2 separate regions of the Rattus norvegicus genome follow, and region 1 is linked to region 2. Evidence: chromatin contacts called from public Hi-C data. All regions are on one chromosome and are shown on one strand. The core of a region is the stretch at or near the end of the contact, and the rest is flanking DNA. Distances in the headings are between cores, read along the strand shown.

Region 1 (3,093 bases), core at 580-3,079, 320 kb after region 2:
CAGGCCCTACCAGGGTCTACAACAGGTCCTCGGCATACATTACCGCTATTGGCTTAGTGTTTTTATGGGACTCTTGACTGTGAGAATGAGTGTGTCCCCGGCTCTTTTGCCTGATCTTGGGATTCTTTTCTTCCTGTTGGGTTGCCGTGTCCCACTTCAATGTGACAGTTTTTGCCCCATCTTATATTTTAAATTTTGTCATGTTGAGTTAGAAGCTTGTTCTTTTCTAATGAGAGACAGAAAGGGAATGAATCTAGATGGGAGAGGAGTTGGGGAGGAACGGAGGAGTGGCGAGGAAAGCATATTTCAGGATAAAATATATGAGAAGAGAGTCTATTTTCTATAAAAACAATACATCCACATTTAGTTCTTTTAAAATAGGAAAGATCATTATTGTTCAAGGACTGTTCCATACATTTCCTCTCTCTTCCCACTATGATGCTTCACCTAGTGTTCTTTTCAGTATCATACTCAGCTCAAATGGGACTTTCTTCTAGATGTTTCTCTGGCTTTCCCAGTCATTTAAAGTTGAAAGCTAGTCCCTGGGGTGTGTGAAGCATTTAGTACTGATTTTGGTTTTTGTATTTTAAAATTTCTTCTCCCAACTTCCCCTATCATTGTACACCCCATCAACAAAAGAATTCAGTCACTTTATCAATGGCATTGGAAAATGAACCAGTATGAGCCTACATCTATTGAACACTTACCCATAGCTTGAGGAATATTGGAGGGCCCTTTGAAACATCTCTCCTTCAAACCGGATGGTGCTTCCGTTCTCCACAGTGAAGACAGCTGACTTAAAGGGGAACACTTTCGGGTTCGGAGATCCAGGAGCCAGGGAGATGATGTCTTTGGGTGCTCTACTCATTATCTCCACTATGATAAACACGGAAAAAAAAATTCGTCCACTGTCCCGTGGTCTGAACGTTAGTGTCTCTGACCAAGTCTTATACTAGAATCTAGTACTCGATATGATATATTAAAGATGGGATTAGATCACGATAACTCTGCCTTCAGAAACGAAATTTCCTTCTAAAGAGGCCGAACTGCAGCGAGAAGCATCGTCTATTTGGATTTGCCCTCACGGGTACCTGATGTTGGACATGGTGGCCTCCGCCACCGAGAGAGTATTCTTGCTGTTTATTGAATTACTGCTCCTCTAGTCTGACGTAGCAGCATACTGGGCTAAGACTGAATGCTAGTCTAAAATAAGTGCAAAATAACTTTTTCTAGGCTTCCTCACTGCCGGAGGAATCCAAGAATGCAGATGGCCAAGAAAAAGGGCTCTCCGCAGTAGCAGAAGGCCTTTCTCCCCGTTGCCCAATACCTACCTGCTCCACCTCTGGCTCCCATTCCCCAGTCCTGTCTTCCCTGTAGAGCCTTTCTTGCAAGGTGTACCCCATGTTTGGCCCCCAGGCTCATCTCTAAATACTCCTGCAAAAGTAGTCACTGCTTTGCTTTGCCTCTGGCCCAAGCTCTTAGTGAACAAAAGTTAAGTAACTCCTCCTTCACTAACGCTCACAGACTGTCTTCACACTTGAATGAATGGGCGCGACCTAGCGGTGATCACCAAAACAGGGCACCGCACAGAGCTTCGGCTAAGAAAACTCAACTCTTGCAGAGCGGAGCGGGCTCCGGCTTTGTTTTTCACCTGTAGCTCTGATAGGGGATGTCTTTCTGGCCAGGCTCGTTGCAGTGAGGAACCTTGAGTAATTCATGTCTCTGCTGGTCGCGTGGAACAGGACTAGAAAAGTCGGTCACTGAGAACGGCTTCCCAGATCACTCGGGCTGCACTGTTAGCTGTCTCCGGGTAGTGCTGCGGAGTGCCACCCAATCTGCCTGGCTAACAGCCGCTGTCAGTGTCTGAGATCTAAATAGGCCCGGGTCAGGCGACAGAAGGGACAAAGTTCATCCACCGAGTGGCAGTATCTGACCCGAGTGGACCGCAGTCGGCCACGCCCCCTCCCACCCCGCGTCCTGGCCTATGGCAGCTGACCTCAGGCCACCTAAGTCATCGGTCAGGGATGGGCGTGGCGAGAGGCCCTGCTGTGATGCACAATAGCAATCGGATCGGTGCCCGAATTCACTTAAAAGCAGGATGGATTCTGGACCTTGCTGCTCAGTCTTGCAGTACAGCGTTGCTATTGGCCACGCCCCCCACTCCGGCCCTCCCGGACAGATCTTGAAATGAGTGCCCGGAACTGGACAGATCTCAGGTCTCAGGTCTCAAGATCTTTGTCCTTCACTACCCTCTGGTGGTGGTTTTGTTCCATTGCAACGGGTACCAAGAGGCGCTCTCAGTATCGAGGTCTCTCTCTCTCTCTCTCTCTCTCTCTCTCTCTCTCTCTCTCTCTCTCTCTCTCTCTCTCTCTCTCTCTCTCTCTCTCTCTCGCTCCCTCTCTCATCCCTACCCCTAAATCTTCAAGGGGACCCAGATGAATTCAGGTAACTCTTCAAAACAGAAGCCTGGTACAGTGAGTGGGGAGAGTTAACCCACCCTCGCAAATTTGAAAACTTAGTCTTCAGTCTCCTCAATTTTCAGCCTCTTCTCTCACTGAATTGCAGAACTTTCACTGTGTAAGAGCTCGGTTCAAAGTGTGTTGGATATGGTGCAGATAAAGCGATTATCAAATTCGAAATTACCTGGTCGATGACGATACAAAGAGAAACTGTCTTAAGTTTAGTTATTTAAAGGAGTGCACAGTGAAGGGCTCAGGGAGTCCTTTCAGCAGTCGAGGTGCCCGCGCCATATAGTGATCGAGTTCCAAAATTATTAAAGAACAGTTGAAAACACAGGGTTAAAGCTTGTCCCGGGAAACGGGAGATCTCATGACTCTTGAGGTGTCAGCTTTATTTGACCATGGTGGTTTAAAACAGTCATGGTGGTAGGGGACTTTCCACTCAAGAGGACGGTCCTTAGACTGGTGAGGGGGGCTTCGGAAGTTATAACCATTATGAGGCTAAAAGAAATACGCCACAATTCGCCTGACTTCTCAGCATTGAAGGTCACCCTCTTACTGCACTCTTACACTCTGAAGACACAACACAAAGCATAGACTCTTAGACCATCAAATCATGAAATACAGAGTTTTT
Region 2 (3,450 bases), core at 289-2,788:
TCAGGGACTGAATTTAAGTCATGAAGTTGGATCTTGTTTAAGACAGGTCTATCATGGCCCAGGCTAGCCTTGAACTTGCAGTGTAGCTGAGAATGACAGTGAACTTCTGGCTCTATTGCTTCTGCCTGACAAGTGCTGGGATCACAAGTGCGTGCTAACACTCTGGCTTTTGGGTTGACTACTAACATGGTTTCCAGCTGTCACCTAGGGCAAGCTACTTAACCTCTCTGTGCTCCGTATTCTCATCTACACTAAAGATGCACTGTCGTGCCTGTAGCATCATGTGTTTTTGTTTTAAATACAAAACAGTTCTATTTCAACAGTCTTAGCAGATAATTGGTGATGGCTATTATTGGCAGTCATAAACATTCCACTAGACCATCTCTCATCTTATTTCCAGTTAAGCCAACTATTCTGCCAAAGCAGCCCTGGGTACCCACAAAGAGATTTCTCAATTCTTTAACTCAAGATGCTTCAGAATCCTCAAATCCCTAATAATTAGATTTTGGGACAGCTGCTCTCTTTAGACCACATTTTTAACTTGGTGTTGTGAGAAAACACGACACAACGTGAAAATACCTATGTCCATCATCCACTGACCGTTAAGCCTTAGCATAACCAGTTTTAAACACAGCTGGGGTAACTTTTGTTAAACAATCCTTTCCTTGTTTAACTCCTCATACATTAGCTACTGTATGCTTAAGAGAACCCATGAAATCATGTAAGAGTCCAGACTGGTCAATCTATAATCTATCACTCATCAGCGATCCCGTATCCCTTACACTTCTATGTCAGGGGAAATCTCTTAGTTTTCTTCTCTGCCAGCAAGAACGATTTTCAAACCCGAGTTGCCTTAAAGGTCGTCTTGCCAGGCGGTGGTGGCATACGTCCTGGAGGCAGAGGCAAGAGGATCTCTGTGATTACAAGGCTACATATTAAGTTCTGATCTACATATCAAGTTCTAGGAGAGCCCGGGCTACCACATAGAGAGACTGTCTTAAACAAAAGATGTCTCTAACAACTCCAGGGCTTGTCAAATCCAGCACCTTTACACACCTGCGTTTACTCCAAGCAAAAACAAACAAAACAAAACAAAACAAACAAAAAAAAACAAAAAAAAAACTTAAGGTGAAATGTACGTTCGTGTGTGCCTTGCCGCCCTGGTAGCTCCTCCAGCTTCCATCAGCTGTTCAGTGAGTGAATGGGTGAATGGGTGAATGAGTGAATGAATGAATGAATGAATGAATGAATGAATGAATGAATGAATGAATGAATGAATGAATGAATGATCCGTCCACCGGTTGCATAGCTTCGCGGGAACTGCGCCCAGAGAAGCTGGCTGGCGCTGGAAAGGAACGACTTTCCCGGGCCGTTCCTAGGCAGAGCGGCCCTCGGCTCCACCACCGCCCACAGCGTCCGTACACCCAGCTCATCCCGCCTCGCCTACCTGCGGTCCCGCCCCGGCGGGTCGGCGCTTCCCGCCACCGCCGACCATCCCGCAGCCGCAGCGCACCGAGGCCCGCGTTCCCGCCGCTTCCGAGCGCCCACTACTGCTTCCGGGTTCAAAAGCCGCCAATCCGAGCTGCCGCTCAGCCACTCAGCCGCCAATTTAGAGACTAGGCTCCGCCTTCTGATACGGGGAAGGACGCAAAGTCCCGCCCCGAGATCTGGGGTGGCACCGCCCCCTGAGCGCAAGCGCTGCCCCCTGAGCTACCGTCAGGGCCCCGCCCATTGCCTAGCGCTCGTGCTGGATACACTGGAGAACCTGAGATTATCAAATTTGGGTGCCTTAAGGAGCTACAGACTTTGTCCTCAGATGCATACTGCTGGCAAGATAAATAGATTTAAGATGCTGCTTCACTTCAGCCTTTTCGTTTTCTTCATCTCTATTCATTTAAAGAATTATTTTTGCGCTCTATCCCTTTCCCTTCCTATTATTGCACTATTATTGTCTGTAATTCCTCTCGTCGTCTTCGGGAAGTAAACCAACCTTTTTTCTTTCCCTCCCTACAGTTTCCTTCCCTATATCTTCACAATTGTCGCCCCCCCCCCCCCGTTTCCATCCTCATTTTCATTTCTCTCTCCTCTTAGTGTAAGAACTGAACCGCCACCAGCAGCAGCACCAGGAAGCTAGTTAAAAAGTCACATTGTTAGGCTCTATCCAGAGTTTAAAAGTCAGAATCTGACTCCCAGGAATAATATGGTTTGGATAACACACTCCTCCACCACCTTCCCAGCAATGTTCTATTCCCCACTCTTGAGGTGAAGTCTCTCTTCCTTATTCATAATTTGTATACTCTCATTTTGTGGAACATCTCCTTGGTTTTAAAATGATTTTGTTTTTGTCTTTAGTTACGTGCGCGTATAGATTTGTGCGTGTGTGTGCTAGTACCCCCAGAAGCCCAAAAAGGCATCGGATTCTCTGGAGATAGAGTTAAAAGAGGTCGTGAGCCACTCGACGTGGGCAAGGGCAGTATATTACTCTTAACCACTGAGCCCTTATCCTCCGGTTTTGAGGAGCACTTCAAACCAGATGCACAGCTGCTTACTAGCTGTAAGTGAGGCAGGGGTGAAAGATAGAGAAAATTAAAAGAACACTGGAAAGGTAACACTCCCTCCATTATCCTGCCCCACTCATCAGTTGCCTGTTTCACACTAGCTGAAAGAATTTCAACACACCTAGCAATACTTGAAAAGACTGTAAATAATATAAAATCTTTTCAGGTGACTGTGCAACCTTTTCTGAGAGCCATTTGAAACAAGAGTATGTAAACACCCAATAAGCCACACTTAGAGTCAGAATGTATGGTTTTTGAGCCGTATGACCTTTTATCTCATTCATAAATCTAATCAGTACACCTCTTAAAACACTATAATCTCATTTACAAGGTAAGATTCTTTAAAAATAAGTAAGTCGATTTTTTATGTTTAATTTTAAAACTTTAATCTTTGAGGCTGGTTATAAATTACATCCTTTGAACAGTGCAATTTCAAGATCTCTGTAAAATATAGATTTTTAAAAGGCATTAAAGTACATCTCTTATCCTGTTTTTCTTTTGTTTTGTTTTTGGGTTTTTGTTTTGTTTTGTTTTGTTTTGTCTTGTCAACTTGTCAACCTCAATAGGGAAAATGCCTTTATCAAATTGCCTGTAGGCAAGTCTGTGAGGCATGTCCTTGATTAATGATTGATGTAGGAGGTCCCAGCACACCAAGGACTTTGGCACTCGTGGGCAGGTGGTCCTAGGTCCTTTCAGAAAGCATATTGGATCAGTCATGAAAGCAAGCCAGTAATCAGTGCTCCTCCATGGTCTCTGTTTCAGCTATTGCTCCAGGTTTCAGTGTGAGTTCCTGCCCTGACTTCCCTTCATGGTGGACTTAGGCTGTAAGAAGAAATAAGTCCTTTCCTCCCCATGTTGCTTTTGGTCATTGTTGGGCTTTTTTTTTTTTTTT

What was found. Hi-C and Micro-C count contacts between places; a contact is called where the count stands out from the background.
Region 1: a Hi-C map of liver shows a contact between it and region 2, with 4 times the contacts expected there. The contact joins the promoter of Aadat here to the promoter of Hpf1 in region 2. A contact is called at or near these places in 6 of 12 Hi-C or Micro-C datasets (the Rat2 cell line, Schwann cells, frontal cortex and 3 more).

The regions. Positions count from the first base shown.
Region 1 is chr16:34,553,351-34,556,443 of GRCr8, forward strand. Aadat (aminoadipate aminotransferase) reads right to left here and starts at 1,830. Exons shown (of 13, transcript NM_017193.1): 1 at 1,652-1,830; 2 at 708-876. The coding sequence starts at 1,718.
Region 2 is chr16:34,228,949-34,232,398 of GRCr8, forward strand. It overlaps Hpf1 (histone PARylation factor 1), which reads right to left and starts at 1,539. Exons shown (of 8, transcript NM_001169105.1): 1 at 1,448-1,539. The coding sequence starts at 1,495.